2 separate regions of the Mus musculus genome follow, and region 1 is linked to region 2. Evidence: chromatin contacts called from public Hi-C data. All regions are on one chromosome and are shown on one strand. Each heading gives the region's core, a stretch centred on a gene start, on an enhancer-like site or on the middle of the called end of the contact. The rest is flanking DNA. Distances are from core to core; before and after follow the strand shown.

The links. Hi-C and Micro-C count contacts between places; a contact is called where the count stands out from the background.
Region 1: a contact with region 2 is called in a Hi-C map of cerebellum, with 2.4 times the contacts expected there. The contact joins two enhancer-like sites. A contact is called at or near these places in 1 of 484 Hi-C or Micro-C datasets (cerebellum) and 1 of 115 datasets of contacts at active chromatin or transcription factors (astrocytes).

Annotation. Positions count from the first base shown.
Region 1 is chr1:22,261,018-22,263,717 of GRCm38.p6, forward strand. No RefSeq gene overlaps it. Among named protein-coding and RNA genes, the nearest start is that of Kcnq5, 300 kb to the left of the region's middle. Within about 2 kb of position 1,439, at least 12 of the 459 cell types and tissues checked have an H3K27ac peak or open chromatin away from gene starts, as enhancers often do. A contact at or near this core is called in cerebellum, where this site is marked.
Region 2 is chr1:21,867,428-21,870,127 of GRCm38.p6, forward strand. All of the region lies in intron 1 of Kcnq5 (potassium voltage-gated channel, subfamily Q, member 5), which reads right to left. Among named protein-coding and RNA genes, the nearest start is that of Kcnq5, 93 kb to the right of the region's middle. Within about 2 kb of position 1,289, at least 3 of the 459 cell types and tissues checked have an H3K27ac peak or open chromatin away from gene starts, as enhancers often do. A contact at or near this core is called in cerebellum, where this site is marked.

The DNA of each region.
Region 1 (2,700 bases), core at 189-2,688, 390 kb after region 2:
CTTCTCCCGCTCCACTCTCTTTCCACGTGTTCCTGACCCTAATGTTTTCAGTCTAGATAAGGAAAATGGGGTGGGAAAAGATCAACAGGGGGAGGCCTATGCCTAGCAACTAATGTTCTTGTCTAAACAGTGCCGGGCATAGTGAAAGCCCAGGTCGTTTTAATAGTAAGAGATGGAATTGAGAAACATATTCGATGTTATTTTTATTCATAAAAAGAATTTAAGTCAATTTACATCTAGCATATATTTTGCATTTAAGAGATTTTTTTTTTTTTTTTGTCAAATGGTTATTTAGAAATTTCAAGACTTATAGGGCCGGGCAGTGGTGGCGCACGCCTTTAATCCCAGCACTTGGGAGGCAGAGGCAGGCGGATTTATGAGTTTGAGGCCAGCCTGATCTACAAAGTGAGTTCCAGGACAGCCAGGGCTACACAGAGAAACCCTGTCTCGAAAAACCAAGAAAAAACAAAACAAAACAAAACAAAAACCTTATAGGGCTATTACAAAACTCTTTTATGACCTGGCCAGACAGCTCTAGCAATAAAGTGTTTGCTGGTCAAGTAGGAGGATCTGAGTTTGACCATGTAGAGTTCATGTACAAAGCCAGGTGTGGATAAACTTACCTGTTTCCCCAGTGGAAGGTTCTTGTGGCTGATTCAGTGAGGACCCATATCATCTTCAGGTGCAAAACTTCAAAAATGTTTCAAATATTAAAGAGGAGAACAATTGAAGAAGACACCAGACATCAATGGCATGTGCACATAGACATAAATACATACCAGACTCCATTTTAAGTTCTACCTATTAGCCCTGAGTCTTACACCACTGAACGGGTTCATCTGCTGGGTTGGCACAGGGTATTTTTAGTGCCATCTGGATGGCAATGCTCACTTTGACTCTGGAGATCAGAGGCTGTGGTGAGCCATCTGACTCTCTCCCCCTCCTGGTGATACATCAGAAGGTATCTGGCACAGAGGACAGACAGACGGACGTGGACCCTCAGAGAGGAACAGAGGAACAGAGACCCTCAGAGACAAGCAATTTACTTACAGTCTTGCTCAATAGATTACGCACTATACATTTCAGGGATAGGGATGGGGAGGGCCTGCGGCAGAAGGGTTTTCACCCACCCAACCTTAAAGTCACCCCATTGCACACAGGTTACACTTTTGCTTTATATAAAACAAAGACTTGTACTTCAGCACCTGGTCACCATCATCATACTGGCAACTGTGATTGTGTTTAATAACACTGACATGACCCAAACGCCCCATGACCTAGGTCAAGGGAGGGATGTCCAGGGGAGTTAATGACTCGCTCAAGACTGTGGCAGAAAGGAATCCAGACTTCCTAAGCACTGTTAGTGCCGGGCATGCCCAGTACTGCTAGCTGGACTCACTGTTTGAATCCTGCTCTTTTGCACTTTCTGTGCTAACGGAACCCACAGGAGCTGCAGCTCTGAGTTGAGCAGGCTTCTGTGTTAGTCATTGCTCTTCCTTTCTGTCTTAATCCCTTTGAATGTCAGCAGAAGCTAGGCACTAGGAAGAAAATCAAGAGTTTCTTCCCAAACAAATCACTCTTGTGTGTTGTCCTTTTTTTTTTTTAACTCCCCATCTTGTTTCCTTTGTATAGCTGTAACTGAATAATTCTCACTGAGCCTGCTCATGTCACCCTGGATGCCTGAGCATCTGTCAAGAACTGACAAGACAGCAAAGCTACCTTGTGCACACAGAGCTGTGACTCCTGGCATCTTGACATGTCCTGAATGCATCCAAATTGATATCTTTTCAGGGGGTGGGGGGGGCAGGGAGGCAGTGAACTCCAGTGGCAGAGGAGGTGGAATCGTAAGGTTCCCACTTAATCTAATAGATTGTTACAAAGGAATCAATACAGCGTGTGTGCAAATCAAGTGAGATGATGTCTGTGGACAGAACTGTCCAGTTAAAGCATGCATCCAAAAGAAGAAGCTGGTTAGACTCCAGGTAGAATGGTCCTGAACTTCATAAGCAAACACTGGTCCTGGCTCTTCTACTAACCAGGTGGTAAAGGGTCTCTTACCTTCCTAGGGATGGTTGTTGCTGTAAAATCAACAACTCCTTCAACATTACCATTGATTCAATGTTAACATAAGATTCAATCACATTTAGGGGGTTTGGCATCATTTCTAGCACTGCTATTCTGAGCTGATTTTGACCCAAGCATATGCAATGCTAAATATAATACTTTACATTTCTGTATTTCTGTTTCTGGTTGTGCTCGCTCTCTCTCTCTCTCCTCTTTTTCCTTCTTTCCTTAATGAAGCTGAGATGCAGATGAGCCCAATTGATTCAAAAGTGTGCTGAACACAGGCTGTGCAGCCTGTGGCTGAAATCCTTCTGGAATTATCTATGGAAATAGCCCAGGACTCTCAAGTAAAGCTAGAATTTTGACAATGGGCTAACTTCACAGCCAAAGCCAGTATTTACGGAGTGAAATGCATCAAGCTTTATGGTATTTCTTTACAGATCACATCCTCTGAACAACACTGTGGTACAAACAGCAAAGATGCTTGCAGAAGAGTGTTCTCTGAAACAGAGGAAGCCAAGAAGATGTCAGGAGACCACCACCTGGGTAGGGGATCAAATTGGGTTCCATTAATGTTCCCAATGAGCCTAATTAAGTGTATGTGTAGCGCCAACCAGAGCTTGGGTAGCTGCCTTG
Region 2 (2,700 bases), core at 39-2,538:
AACCATGGCTCTGTAACACATATTTTCTCCATCAAAACCAGGGCCTTGTAGATCTAAACACACTTCCACTTGCCTCCATTGCCAGCTCTTTTACACACTTCTGCTTGCCTCCATTGCCAGTTCTTTTACACACTTCTGCCTGCCTCCATTGCCAGCTCTTTTACACTCTTCTGCCTGCCTCCATTGCCAGCTCTTTTACATACTTCTGCCTGCCTCCATTGCCAGCTCTTTTACACACTTCCGCTTGCCTCCATTGCCAGCTCTCTTACTACTTATATTTTGAAGCAGAATATCAATAAGTGTTGCCCAGGCCATCTTTGATCTTGTGCAACCTAGGAAAGGCCTGAACTCATGAGCATCCCAGCTCCCCATGCACAAAGTTGGGGTTACAGCCACCAGAAACAGGTAATGCTCAGGTTTTCACCAGCAAACCATCTCACTAGTTTGAATACTGGATGAAATAGTATAGCATATAGCTGAAATTGCACAAACAGAATTTCTGGTTTATCATTTATAACAAGTTCAGATACCACGAGACGAATATATGACAGAAGGTATTTGAGTAACATTGCCTTTGAAAAGGGCAGGTAGGGTGGTTGGGGCTTGTCTAATATTTAAATAAAGCCCTACCTCCATCTTTTCCTGCCATGGACACTGATATTTTTCAAAATAGTTTTCATCGTGAAGTCAGAAAAACTTTTCTACAAGAAACCTTAGCCAAGTAGGGGTCTTAAGATCTGGGCAGCAATTTAGATTTGTGCTAGGTCAGGGCAAAGTTAGGATTTCATTCAATCTAGACAGCATGCTCTATAAAAGTACAATTGTGTCCTTGTTTTTGTTATTGTTGCTGTTGCTTTACATATCTTAACAAGTATGAGATCTTCATTCAGTGAACAAATTCTTCTCACTGATTCCAATAGCATCTATAATTCCTCCATTTACAGTACTTTATGTTCATGTATGAACTATTTATTGAATTATTTTCAGGAAAAAAAAAGAGCTAGCATACTTGTATATTAGTATTCTAAAGGAGCAGCTGATACCACATCTGAAAAGGAAATGTAGATTGGGGATTGAGAAATGATTGATATTTTTAGTATTCCCAATTCTAGGTCTCACAAACAAGTGAAAGGATGCCTTGTAAGCCTGTAAGAGGCAACAGAAGGAAAGAGTCCTCAGGACCTGGCTTACCTCCCGAATCCACAAGTAAAGGCAAGATATAGAGAGCCCAGCTGCTCCTTAATGCCACCAACTGCTGATACAAACTGGCAGGCAGAGCATGGAGGCCAGCAAAGGACAAGACACATGCTTCTGACATAATTAACTACTGTCATCTTCTCAGAGATCTGCTCCAAATACACTCAGCCAATCAGGGTATCTAAAGTTATTTGGATGATGCAAGAGAGCATCAGCTAAACTCAAGGCATCCTCAGTTTCTCAGAAAAGCCATTCAAGATCATTATTTTAAACAATACAAGGTAAAAAAGAAAAGGTTCTTTGTGGGTTTTTTTTTCCAAAGTCATTTTGAAAAAATAAGGGTGCTTTGTGTATGCTATCCTGTGCATGCTTTAGGGTGATAGTATGGCATATATACATATGCTGAGTATATATGCATAGAAAGTATATATTGAGAGTATTCCCTTACTTAAACATACACAGAGAGAGAGAGAGAGAGAGAGAGAGACAGAGACAGAGACAGAGACAGAGAGACAGAGAGAGAGACAGAGAGAGAGAGAGACAGAGAGAGAGAGCAATAATTTGCAAATGATACTGGGTTTGGAATAGCCATATGAGTTCCTGCTGGAGAAGACTCCTAGGTAGATCTGTAGATACTGTTGATACTAAAATTACTGAAAAACTTGAGTAAATATTATGTAAAACCACGACCTTTTAAAACAAAATAAGGGGCTGGAGACATGGTTCAGTGATTGCACTGTCTTTCTTGCTGAGAACCCAGATTTGATTCCCAGCACTCACAGATGGGGACTTAGAGCCATCTGTAACTCTAGTCCCAGAGAATCCAAAACACTCATCCAATCTCTGCAAGAATTCACTGCATATACAGTATGCACAGACATAAACACACAGCAAAATAAACCTAAAAATACATATGAAATAAATGAAAAATAAAAGAGAAAATTTGAAAAAATTTCAAGTACCTTCTTAGTATTATGTTTTGTTTTTCAATTCCTTTATAGTCATTGATTCATGAGTACACAAACAATCATTCAATAATTTTTTATTTCTGTGGTATGGATGATTTACAAAAAAAAAAAAAAAAAAATCTCTAGGTAGATTCCTAGAGAGGAATTCTCAGCCAACGACTTCAATAATGTCTACTACATTTTAAGTTATGCTTAAAGCTAAAACAAGAGCCAATTCTCCCTAAATTTATCCTGTGTTAAAGGTTATTTTCCCATTAAAGATTTCTCTACCAGCACTAATGTATACTAGTTCCTAAAAGTGTTTAATGTCTGAAGACAGTCCCTATGATGTACTGTTTGGTGAGTCTGGCAACTTTGGTGATCTGTGTTCAGCTATTGCTTTTATGTTGGTTGTTTATATCTTTAGTAAAAGAACTCTAGCATAACTGTCCTCTCCGATACTCTACCCAGCAGTCAATGGAAACAGATAACAGAGACCCACAGCCAAACATTAGATGGAGCTTGGCCAGTCTTGTGGAAGAGTTGGGGAAAGGAC